Regions from separate parts of the Gossypium arboreum genome. Here region 1 is linked to region 2. Evidence: chromatin contacts called from public Hi-C data. All regions are on one chromosome and are shown on one strand. Each heading gives the region's core, a stretch centred on a gene start, on an enhancer-like site or on the middle of the called end of the contact. The rest is flanking DNA. Distances are from core to core; before and after follow the strand shown.

Region 1 (3,250 bases), core at 492-2,991, 250 kb after region 2:
CAATGATGCAAACCACCAAGACGATATGTGTGAGGTACGATACACATGGCTTGGCCACATGGCCATGTGACCCTGCAGTGTAAATTTTTTTTATCTTTTTCCATAAATTTCTAAATGTTTCCAATTTAGTCCCAAATTGTTTTTAAAGTGCTTCTAAGGCCTCGAGAGCTCAATTAAGGGACGATATGCATGTGTTTGAATGGGCTAAGATATGATTTATGAAATGTTTAGAAATGAATGATTATAAGTTACGTTTTCACAATAATACTCCGTAACCTTATTTCGACGACGGATATAAGTTTGAGGTGTTATAGGGGAAGAATAGAATAGCATTCCCCCATTATTCATTGAATGGTAAATCATTCGTTTGTTTAGTTGAACGTAATACTCATTCAATGGAATGACCATTACTTCCATATTACTTGTCTTCTTGTAATAGCTATTCTTTGGTATCACTAAAGAATGACTATTCCATGCAACATTGAATAATAAAGAAAAATTAATTTTAGATTAGTCCTTTAAAACTTGGACTTAGAAAATATAAAAATAAAATATTTGAAATATTTTAATATAATTTAATATAAAATATTTAATATCAAAATATAATTTAAAATAAAAATATTTTAATATAAAAATAATTATATTAAAATATTATTATTTTTATTAAATTATATTTAATAATAATTCTATTAAAATATGATTAAATTATTTTTAATAATAATCCTATTAAAATTTAATAACAATAACAATAATTATCTACTTACAAAAAAATTGATAAGGGTACTCCAATCATTTCAATTTTTTCCTTATACTATTATAACAACATTCCATTCAACCAAACATAAGAATACTTTACAGTTTTATTCAATTCCATTGAACTAAACATTGAATTATTGATTACAGCCCTATTGTATTACAACTCAATTCTATTACATTAAACCAAACGTAGTGTTGGATAATACATTCCAACCAAATGAACCAAACAAGATAATGTAACATACCATCGACAACCTTATGTCAGCGAACCAAACGTAGTGTTGGATAATACATTCCAATCAAATGAGCCAATCAAAGTAATGTAACATACCATATACAACCTTACGTTTTTTGTAATTCTATTACGAAAATTTATATTATATTCCTTGAACCAAACATTCCCGAAAGTTCTTTAATATTGATTTCATAGCTAATTTTTTTTTATAAATATCAAAACATATATGAAATTTGATTCAATGTGCATTATCATATATGAACTTTGATTTTATACAATTTTATGCATTAAATTTTAATTTAATTCAATTTTACAAATTTTTAACAATATTATTGAATTAACACAAATCACATTGATATTATATACAAAACAATTATATTAATTCAATATGAAAATAAATATATTTATTTGTTTTTTAAATGTGTAGAATTGAATCCAAATTAAAATTTATTATATATATAAAAACTAAAATTCAAATTTAATATATATAATTGTACCAAGTATATATTACAAATTACACATTTTAATTGATTTTGAATTTATGGGTTTTAGATGTGAGGTTAACATGATTTCACGGTTTTCTTTCTTCTAATTTTCAATTATTTGGATTTTAGTTATTTAATATGAGATCCCTTCGATTATTTAGAAGTAAAAAGTTCTGACTCATGGCATTTTACGATTAAACCACGTCTTTAACATTTCAAAATTTAATATCCTTGCATAAAAAGTATCCACAAATAAGTAAATTACGTCATGCTAAAGAAAATGTCACTAAAATGCTCTCATCCTTGCCGGTATACTGTTGAACTATGCCCTCGTGTTTCCCGCCAATTTGTTACTCTTTTTTTTATGACCGTTTTATCCTATTCCTTCCTTGCAGAGCTAACAAATTACGCCACCTGGCTTTATCCTATCATTTCTATCTAATTATTGAAGGAAAAAAATAAACAAAAAACACTTCAATTCCCATTCTCTCTCCTCGATTTCTCACTCGATGTGGGTTGCCACCGTACTCCACCGACCGGTCGTCCCGGTTCCCCTATTCTTCACCTCTCATCTAAGCCCCAAAGTACTCCTTAAACCCAAAACCTTTCGTTTTGGTTTCCCCTTGCCGTCACTAAAGTTGAAAGCTTCGGCGACTAAGAAGCAGTTGCAGACTCAGGAGCCAGGTTTTTACTATCATTTATTTTTCGGCTTATTGGCTTTCGTCAAATTCAATCGACGGACAAGATTCTGTGGAATTTTTGTAGTTAATATCTGATTAGGGTTTAAATTGCAGATAATGAAGATTTACGTAATCAAGAAAAAAACGATGATCAAAGCTTTGATTTGGGATGGCTTCCTACTTTCCCTCACGTTTTGGTTGCTTCAATGTCCAATTTCCTTTTCGGCTATCACATAGGGTAAGTGTTTTTTTAATAAAAACATTGTTCTTTCTTTCTGAAAATTTAATTGTTGTTTTCTTTTCCTTGCTCTTTTTGCTATGCAATGAAGCATTTGAATATTCTGGAGCTTAATTCAGCTCTTATTGAATTTTTTTTTTATGCTTTATTGTTCTTTCTAATTAGTTGCTCGCTCTTTTAGCTGTTGAGAAATTGGAAATTATGTTGCTAACTGATTTATATGCTTACAAGAGTTTTATTTATTTAACTATAAATATTCCATAAAAAACTATAAATAAGGAAACTAAACACTGAATTATTGTCTTTTAATGTATAAACCTGGTTGTAGAGTGTTAAAATTTCATCGGGAGTGTATGGAAGGAATTCATATACCCGGTCTCTTAATTCTCCCTAAAGTACCGATGTCCAACACTTGTGTTTGACATAGGTATGGGATATGATCATATATGTGAAGAAATAAAATAGAAACAAAAATATTGAGTATGCCCATATTGGACTCACACACGTATTCAATACTCACCATAACATAGGTGTAACTTGAAAATCAATGATATTTTTAAAGAGTAAAATTGTTTTGTCAAAGAGTCAGTTCACAAAATTGCATTCTTTGTTTTGCAGAGTAATGAATGGTCCAATCGTTTCAATTGCAAGAGAACTTGGTTTCGAAGGAGATCCAATTCTTGAGGGGATTGTGGTAAGCATATTCATTGCTGGAGCTTTCATTGGAAGCCTGAGTTGTGGTTCACTGGTGGACAAACTAGGTTGTCGCCGGACCTTTCAGATTGACACAATACCATTGATACTTGGTGCAATTGTGAGGTGAGAATAACATATAGGCATTGGTAATCCAAGCAAT
Region 2 (3,042 bases), core at 527-3,026:
GTTACTTTTGTTTTCCAAAATCTACTCATTTTCTAAATTTTAATTTTAATTATTAATAACTATTAAATTATTGGGTATGATATTTTAAAATAAAAGATATTATTTAATAAAAATAATATTATAATGTACAAATTTATTTTACAATTCACATTCGAGATTTATGATTATCTCTTCTTAACAATATTATTGTTAAGATTTAAATTTTGGCAAAAATAATATACTTTATTATTTTTCTTATAATATTAACAATTGAAAAATTCCAAATCCATAAACTCAATAATAATAATAATAATAGAAAAGAAATTGGAAACATAAAAGGAAAAGAAAAAGTGTGTTTCATAAGTAGACATCATGTCATCCATGTGAAAACTTAAGTTGGCGTAAAAGAAAAACGATGAAAACTCACTTTCCCATCTCCTTTTTAATACTGACCCATACTATATGAGTTATGATTTTATATATTTCAGTCTTTTTATATGATTTTAAAATCGAGTTAATTTTAGATGGTTTGAAGTTTTTGATTAAATTTAAATTGATTTACGGTTTCAGTTTTTCATTTCCACAAAAACTCACTTCTTTCTAACGTATGAAAATTTTGATCTAGGACTTGATTGAAACGGAATTTATTTCTTTCTTTATTCCATCTAATAATTAAGTTTATTATGGGTGAATCGTTCAATAATTAAATCAAATTAAAAAAATAGCTAAACCCATTCTCTTTTTTTTTCCTTTTTTATTATTAAAATTTTTATCAAGGTGAGATTTAATTCTAAATTTTAAACACAATTTCAGTAAATTAAATAATTATTGCTGTTTACTATTATGATGTTAAAATTAGGATACACAAGTGGGATTAAAAAATTTCATATGTTCGGTTTAAGTTAATACGCTAGAGTTTATGGAATTCGAAGAAACGAATTCTAAATTTTGTATGGTATTTTCTAGTCGTATTGTTGTGTTAACCGAAAGTTTATATTCTCCTTTTCTTTTATATTTTAGTTTTTCTTTCATAAAATATCTTTAAATGTTAGGAATTTATAAACTGAAACTGAAAATTACTTTTTTCTTCGATCTTCGATATTAATTGGCAAATTAACTTAGATCTAAGTTTTGTACTTCGACTCTCGGTAGTTACTAATCCACCGTATTGATCATTAAATCATCGCTTGCAGTTCCCTAATAAGACCCTTTTTTTAAAAAAAATTAACAATTCAATGACTTAAATAAAAATTTTAGATGAGTAACTAAAATATAAACTTACTTATAGTTAATGACCTTAAATGTGATTTACCTTTCTTTTTCATTGAACCCAAGTGATTATCTGAATTGAACCAAAATATAGAACTCTACAAATTTAGGGTGAGTTTAGATAGACGGTAGATTTAGTTACAGTTAGGGTAAAAAATAGCTATAATGGTGAAATTAGATATTATAATATGAGACAAAAAATAAGCTAAACACACTGTATCATACCCCACCGTCCATCCAAACTCACCTTTGACTCTAAATATCATTATAACCCAAAAATATTAAAATAAAACATAATACAATATTATGTAAAAAAATAATATGAAAATGATACTAATAAATTAAGGTTTAATTGAATGATAAACTCTTAAAAGAAATTATTTGTTTAACTATTTAAATATATTTTTTCAAACTATAAACTTTCATTATTTAAAAACAGATACTCAATTAAATTGTGACATGTGTCATATTTATTTATTTAAAATTCTTTTACCGTCCATCAATTCCGAGCGATAATTTATGCACAAATCGTATAACCCATTCTAACCCAATACTGTCTATATAAAAAAAATAAAATCAAAACACGATCCCTCGTCTCTCTCCTTTGTATCTCCCTCCAATCGTGCCGCCTCACTCGTTTCTCACGTGACTCTTCAGTCTCCCTCTCCATATATTCGCAAACAAGCTCTCTTCCTCTCAATCAATCCTCAAAATAACTGCGAAAGAAAAAACCTCTGCTTTTTTCACTTTTCCTTTTATCGTTTCTCCTTTTTGCGGTGAAAATGGCAGAGCCTGCAACAGCAACACAAGCAGCAGCACCAGCAGTGGCTCTGCTGAAAGATGAGCTCGACATTGTTATACCAACCATAAGGAACTTGGACTTTCTTGAGATGTGGAGGCCATTCTTTCAGCCTTACCATCTCATCATTGTTCAAGATGGTGATCCTTCAAAGACCATCAAGGTCCCTGAGGGCTTTGACTATGAGCTTTACAACAGGAACGATATTAACAGGATCCTCGGTCCTAAGGCTTCTTGCATTTCCTTCAAGGACTCTGCTTGTCGTTGCTTTGGTTACATGGTATCCAAGAAGAAGTATATCTTCACCATTGACGACGACTGCTTTGTAAGTTTCTTTTTGTTTTTTCAATTTTATTGTGGTGTTTCAGAATCTGGGGTTTCCTTATTTTAGTCAAATTTTGGATCTTTACATTGTATTGTTTGGAAATTTGAGTGCTTTTATTTTTTTTCTTGATTTAAATTGAATTCCTGTGATGTTTTAGTACCTTGGTTTTTGTTATTATGGTCAAAAGTTGAATCCTTTGATTGTTTTGATGGGAGACTTGGACACTTTGGTAGTTTGGTTTAATCTCCTCTTTCCCCCTCAATTTATGTTGACATATTCGTAGCAAATGAGAAATCGAATTCTGCTTGCTTCAGATTTACTTTGAAAGCCTTTCAGATCATGCAATCTACATAGTTGAAATTCAATTTCAAATACTACAGTAATTTATAGCGCAATCAATTTATATATTACAATTCCTTCCCGAATCTGGATTTGAGTTCTGCATTGTCTGATATGCTTGCCAGATCTTCAGAGTCTGAGATGATTTATGCATTTCTTTTCCTATTATTATGTTGTTTATATTGCAGTGTGGAGAGTCAGTTTTTCTTTTATTAGCTTCTTTTTACTTTATTTATTTATTTTTTGCAGTTGGTTATAGAATTCAAATTACTTTCACATGCTATGCATCTCTAGCAGCTTTGTACCTGCCTAATCATGGAAATATACCTTT

What was found. Hi-C and Micro-C count contacts between places; a contact is called where the count stands out from the background.
Region 1: a Hi-C map of leaf shows a contact between it and region 2, with 2.3 times the contacts expected there. The contact joins the promoter of LOC108473502 here to the promoter of LOC108467498 in region 2. A contact is called at or near these places in 2 of 5 Hi-C or Micro-C datasets (both in leaf).

What each region holds. Positions count from the first base shown.
Region 1 is chr7:49,926,813-49,930,062 of ASM2569848v2, forward strand. LOC108473502 (probable plastidic glucose transporter 1) reads left to right here and starts at 1,742. Exons shown (of 12, transcript XM_017775138.2): 1 at 1,742-2,160; 2 at 2,271-2,394; 3 at 3,013-3,213. The coding sequence starts at 1,986.
Region 2 is chr7:49,672,319-49,675,360 of ASM2569848v2, forward strand. LOC108467498 (UDP-arabinopyranose mutase 1-like) reads left to right here and starts at 1,777. Exons shown (of 4, transcript XM_017768132.2): 1 at 1,777-2,372. The coding sequence starts at 2,031.